2 separate regions of the Mus musculus genome follow, and region 1 is linked to region 2. Evidence: chromatin contacts called from public promoter capture Hi-C data. All regions are on one chromosome and are shown on one strand. Each heading gives the region's core, a stretch centred on a gene start, on an enhancer-like site or on the middle of the called end of the contact. The rest is flanking DNA. Distances are from core to core; before and after follow the strand shown.

Region 1 (2,700 bases), core at 176-2,675, 280 kb after region 2:
AAAACTCCTCCTAAGGTAACCAAATGAGTAGAATCAGATCGAATGGCAGTTCTGTCCGACTGCATCACCGGCTGCATATACGGCATCATTTGGTAATTGCTTGCTTCCAAAAGTAAATTCACACAGGTATTGTCTGTTCTCATGAAATCTACTGTCTGCACATAGTTGATGAGATCCTGTGGTGTCATCAGTGGAAAGCGAATATTCTTCATTAATTTTGCGGCATAGTCCATCCGAGGGTCTTCCAGCCTCAGCCAGCGGCAGGCTGCCTTGAAGAGCTCAAGTTCCGAACAGTGCTTGAGACTATTGCTGGAAAGCACAAAGGCAAGCCGTTCAAAGGGGAGTTTCAGAAACTCCCCAGTATTCAACAAGGCAGGAAAGTTCTTCAGGATGAAATTATTTACGTATTTATCCACTTCTATAAGATTGTAGGTGTTAGCAATCCGGCCAACCTCCACACAGTTATCCAAAGAGACGCCTGATATAAGAAATACTTTACAAAAATCCAAAACCGGCAAGATCTGTAGAAAGCTGGCAGCTTCAAGAGTGTCCTGAAGATTGTCCATATTAAGAGACAGTTTTGCAGTATAAATAAAATCAATGATTTTCTTCAGACCAACTTTGTTCACCCCATGAAGCTTGATGCACATCAAATCTTTCTCTTTCATTCCTCCAGTGAACATGGCCTTGAAATAATCACTGGCAGACGCCATCATGGCTCTATGAACCGGGAAGATTTCCTCTCCATCGCCAGGTACCAGCGTCACGTCACAAAGTAGGCCCTCTATTCTGAGCTGATCAAAGCCTTGCAATACAACCGAACTGTGCGTGTTGCTGGTAAAAAACCGCGTAGTTCCAGACTTGCAAGGCTGCAGGTGGGCAGAGACGCCCATGTCGCCGTTACCCAGAGACACCTTCATGGGAGAAGCCGGAGCTCGCTGCGAGCTGCAGGCCGCAGACGTTACAAAGAGAACGCTCTCGGGAAACCCCGGGGCCGCCGAACCAAGGGCAAGCAAGCGGTCGCCGCAGCACCGCTCTGGGCACACCGACGTCCGCCCTGCAGCAACAGCAGCACGCACCTCAAATCTGCCAGGAGAGCGGGTGAGTCATCACCCGGGGCAGTTACGTGACCGCTTCACCTCCTCCGGTCCCGGGCTGTCGTCCTTCGCCGCTGCGCTCAGGGCGGGGGAGGGGCCGTCACGGCCTGCGCACCCCGGCTGCCGCCCTCCAAGGCTCAGCCACCCCAACGAGCTGCGGCCGCGTCCTCTGCGATCCCCGCTGTGTCGTCGCGGCTACGGACTTGGCTTGGAGCAGGGCCTGGAATCCCGACTTGGGCCTAGAACGGCGGCCTAGCACCGAGAGCCAGCCCGACCTTCCGGAAAGGCAGAATCCCAGGATCCCCCGGGCTAGGAGCGGCTGCACAGCTAGTGCGCTTGCGCGGCTGAGCTGGCAAGGGGGCGGTGGATGGGGGCAGGGCGCGGGCGGGACTGGGGGCGGGGTTCCGGCCGGCCAGCGAGGCCGGTGCAGGGTCCATTATGTAAGCTTGTAGGAATGCGCGTGCGTGTGCTTAAGCTTGCTTTTCAAGAGCGCGTTCTTTTCAAGATTTACGCTTAAGGTCTTTGCCAGAGCAGCAACGAAAGGCAACCTTTGTTCAAACACAAGAAGCCTGGCAGAAGAAATCATTGTATCGTTTTATTTATTTATTTTCTTCAAGAACAGTTTTACAGTTTGCGTCACACTCAATTAAAAATGTTGATTGTAAAAGGTTTTTTGTTTGTTTGTTTAACATTTAAGACACATGAGATTTAACTTGCCACTAAATTTTGGTCCTAATGATACATTTTTTTAATATTTGGCAGGAGAGATAATGCCTTCATAAATACGGTTTTCAGGGTTTTGTTTTCCAAACACTATTTTTAACTGGCTACAGTTTTCCAGTAGTTGAGCATGTTATAGTTTACTTTGTCCACTGTTTTCATCAGTGTACAAATGTCCTCCATTATCTTATGGACTCTGTAATAAGCGCAGATGATTTGAACACAAAACGTTATCCTGATTTGGATAATGATAATATTTGGTAGAATATTCAAGTCAATGTTTCCAAAATAGTTACCCTTTGCGTTTCCCTTGTGTTGAACTTTGCTTTTATAAGTATTTTTTATTAACATGCAGTTCTCTAGCTACTGGCAAATTTTAACTTTGATTTGAGAATAAGTATATAATTTGCCGTAGTTCTCTGTTCTCGAAGTTCCAAATCCTTCTAGCGTTTACTTGTATGCAGACTAAGAATATACTTACATTCTTATGCTCCACTTCCTGGCTCTTTTCTAAATGGCATGTATCCTACTGGATTTTTTTTTTCCAGTTCAAGATTTTCCAAAATTGGTATATAGAGAGCTTACTTACAACCTGTTGATGACCCCAAAAAAATGTATGTAATTTACTTAACTATAGGTGATTAATCTTCCTTTATTTCTCCTTCCTTCTTCTCCCGGTGGTTTCCGGCCAATTGCAGCAATCCCGGGAAACTAGTAGAACAACATTCTTTTCCCCAAACTAGTAGAACAACCTGTGGTCGTCGTTCCTTCCCCCCCCCCCCCCCAGGTGCCCTGTTATACCAGAGCTTTGTTGAAATGAGAATGGTCTTGAGAAGTTCTTCCCAGGAGCTAAGTTCTGGGAGGCTGCTTGGTTCAGGAGTTG
Region 2 (2,700 bases), core at 104-2,603:
ACCTATAAATACAGAAAAATGCCATTAAACACATCTTTTAATGTAATGTACCAGTCAAACTGAGCAAGCAAAAGAAAACTGTTCCAGGTCAGAGTTCTATATTGGGGTCTTTCACTGGGTTGTCCCTCCAAACCCATGAGAGTCCGATGGGATGAATTTATCTAACAAGAGTATGTTGACTGAGATTGCTTAAAACCAAAGGTAGTTCTTTTCCACACTTCATTCTCATCTTTGATAACATTCTAACCTTGTTTCTCTAACACTTTCAGCCACTATGAGAAAAGCTTTGAAAGTTGAAGGGGACAGGGAAGAAACACTGACGCAAAGGGACTGATTTGGGCAGCTTGAACTCCAGTAGCTCAGCTTGCCAAATTAACTTGAAAGAGCTGGCTTACAGTTATCAAAGGGGAGTGGTCACAATTGGATTATGACTCAGTCATTGAACACACCTGACTTTTGTGATTGGGGTTGCACTCTCGTTCTTCCTGGCCCTGCCTCCTGTTGTATTTTACAAGGGAAGCTAGTTCTCTCCATCAAATGCACATAGAAAGCAGTTTAGTTGCTCAGCCAAAAAAAAAAAAAGGAAGTCAAGCTGAGTGTAAAGCTGTGTGTGTGTGTGGGTTCCTGGGGAGAGGACAGCCAGGGTGTAAACTGAATTTAAAAAAGAAGATTGGTGATTCTTGGTTTGAGGAGCTGGAAAAGGAGGTGAAGGGCTTCCCGGTGTGCACAAGGATGTGTAGAGTGGCCTTGTTAGTGTTAACAATGACTTCTCTTAGTTGGAAACTTCTGAGAAACAAGATATATAAGCAAACTCTATGGAGCAGTCAACAGATGACCAAAACTGCTATAGGGGTTAAAAGGGGAAAACTGCAAGCCAATCAGCATCACCAGGCTTCAGGTAAGCACTCCCCCCAGGCCCTAGTTTCCCTGGAATCTGGCCTGTGACAGATGCTGCTGCTACAGGATGCTGTCAAAATCACCCTGTGCCAAAATCTAGGGCGCAGCAAGGACAAGGAAGAGAAGAACTTGTGGGAGCGCACAAAGAGAAGAGGTGGCCTTGCAGCCCACCCTTCCATTTCCTCATCTCCAAAACTAAAAAACCGAAGGAAACAGCAAAGCCTCTGTCCTGAGCTATGGAGGAGAAAATGCAATCCACTACCAGGCAGAAGGAGCAGTGTTAAACAGTCAGGAGCTTCGCGGGAGTGAAAGCCGATGGGTGGGCTTCTGCCCAGTTCCCTGGCCCCTCCCTCCCCGCAGCCCCCTAATCCTACCTGGGCTGCAGCCAGGCTGGCAGCACCGAGGGCCCCATGGGCCACAGTCTGCTCCTCTGGCACCTCCGGGAAGCAGCAGGAGTGGGCTGGGAAAGCGGTAGGGGCGGGACGCCTCAGGCTGGGCTCGGGAAGGGCGGGGCCTCAACACACTCAGCAAGTTTTGAAAAAAAGCAGAGGTCAGGAGATGGGCAGGAGATGAAAGTCAAATTCCTGCCATGCTGCCCTAGGAGAGCTGGCCAGGCATAGAAAGTATGCGGGATGAACAAGCACATCCGCCCGAGGCTTTCCAAACTGATCCCAGGCTACTGATCTGTGGCTGGAGACCCCTAAGTTCACCTGCCTATACTCTTAACTGGATATAACTAGCTCTAAGGTTGCATGATCCTCAGGGTGGCCAGGGCCTTTCTTAGAAGCCCTAAGGTAGGAGAACGGTTCAGGAAGGAAAGCTAAGGGCAAATGGCCCAATATCTGTTCAAACATGAGCCAGAGCCCTCCAGAAATCCATCCCTGACACTTAGAGACCTGGGTGGCAGTGGTGTGCATAAATGCTTTTGTTCATTTAAGTTAATGTCATTTATTTAATGTTTAATGTCATTAAGTTAATGTTATTCGCTTAAGTTAATGTCGCTGCCCATGGCCAACACTCCCACACATCTTTTCCTGGTTTCTTGGGACAATGGCATCCCATCTCCTAGACAGAGTGACCCACCTCCTGGGTTCGTGAAGATCAGATTCCAATTATTCTGTTCTACCAGGTGAAGAGAACAAAACAGCTCCCCAAAGTATTTTCCCAAAAAAAAAAAAAAAAAAAAAAAAACCACCGCCACCACCAAAAAAGAAAAAGAAGAAATGGGAAAAAATAAAGAAAAAAAAAAGAAAAGAAAAAAACTCCCCCAAAACCCACAAGTGGAACAGTTACATATAGTTGCTGGAGTTGGAAGGTAGTGCTTCCATCTTACCAAAAAGGAAGTTGAGGCCTTAAGAAATATTGTCACTCACCACAGGTCACACAGCTGATAAACAGCAGGGTTAGAAGTTACAGTCAGCAATTTTTCTTCTTGGGTCATGGTTTCCTTCCTCATAGCTGTCACAGAGTCTGCCTCTTAGATGTCCCACTGTTCCGTGTCTCCCCGCCCCCCACCAGGGGCCAGCTCCTCTGTAGCCTCCGTTCCTTCTCAAGCCCCTTGGCAGAGGCTGCACTGTCCTCTCAACTGTCTCCATTGTCTCCTGTACACTGGCCTTCATGGCAGTGTAGGAACAAATTCATGTCACGTGGTCGTTCACACCCGTAACCCCAGCACTCTAGAAGCCGAGGTGGGGAGCTGATTCCGCCTTCAGCATCAGCCTGGGCTACACAGTGAGTTCCAGGCACCCTGAGTACAGAGGGAGACCCTATCTGGAGGGGTGGAGGGAAGGGGGTGCATTTTCA

Evidence for each region. Capture Hi-C pulls out chosen DNA fragments and counts their contacts.
Region 1: a promoter capture Hi-C map of liver shows a contact between it and region 2. The contact joins the promoter of Klhl9 here to the promoter of Hacd4 in region 2. A contact is called at or near these places in 1 of 39 promoter capture datasets (neural stem cells), 1 of 115 datasets of contacts at active chromatin or transcription factors (microglia) and 1 of 9 other capture datasets (liver).

The regions. Positions count from the first base shown.
Region 1 is chr4:88,721,083-88,723,782 of GRCm38.p6, forward strand. It overlaps Klhl9 (kelch-like 9), which reads right to left and starts at 1,426. Exons shown (of 1, transcript NM_172871.2): 1 at 1-1,426. The coding sequence starts at 920.
Region 2 is chr4:88,437,562-88,440,261 of GRCm38.p6, forward strand. It overlaps Hacd4 (3-hydroxyacyl-CoA dehydratase 4), which reads right to left and starts at 1,354. Exons shown (of 7, transcript NM_025760.5): 1 at 1,272-1,354; 2 at 1-2. The coding sequence starts at 1,309.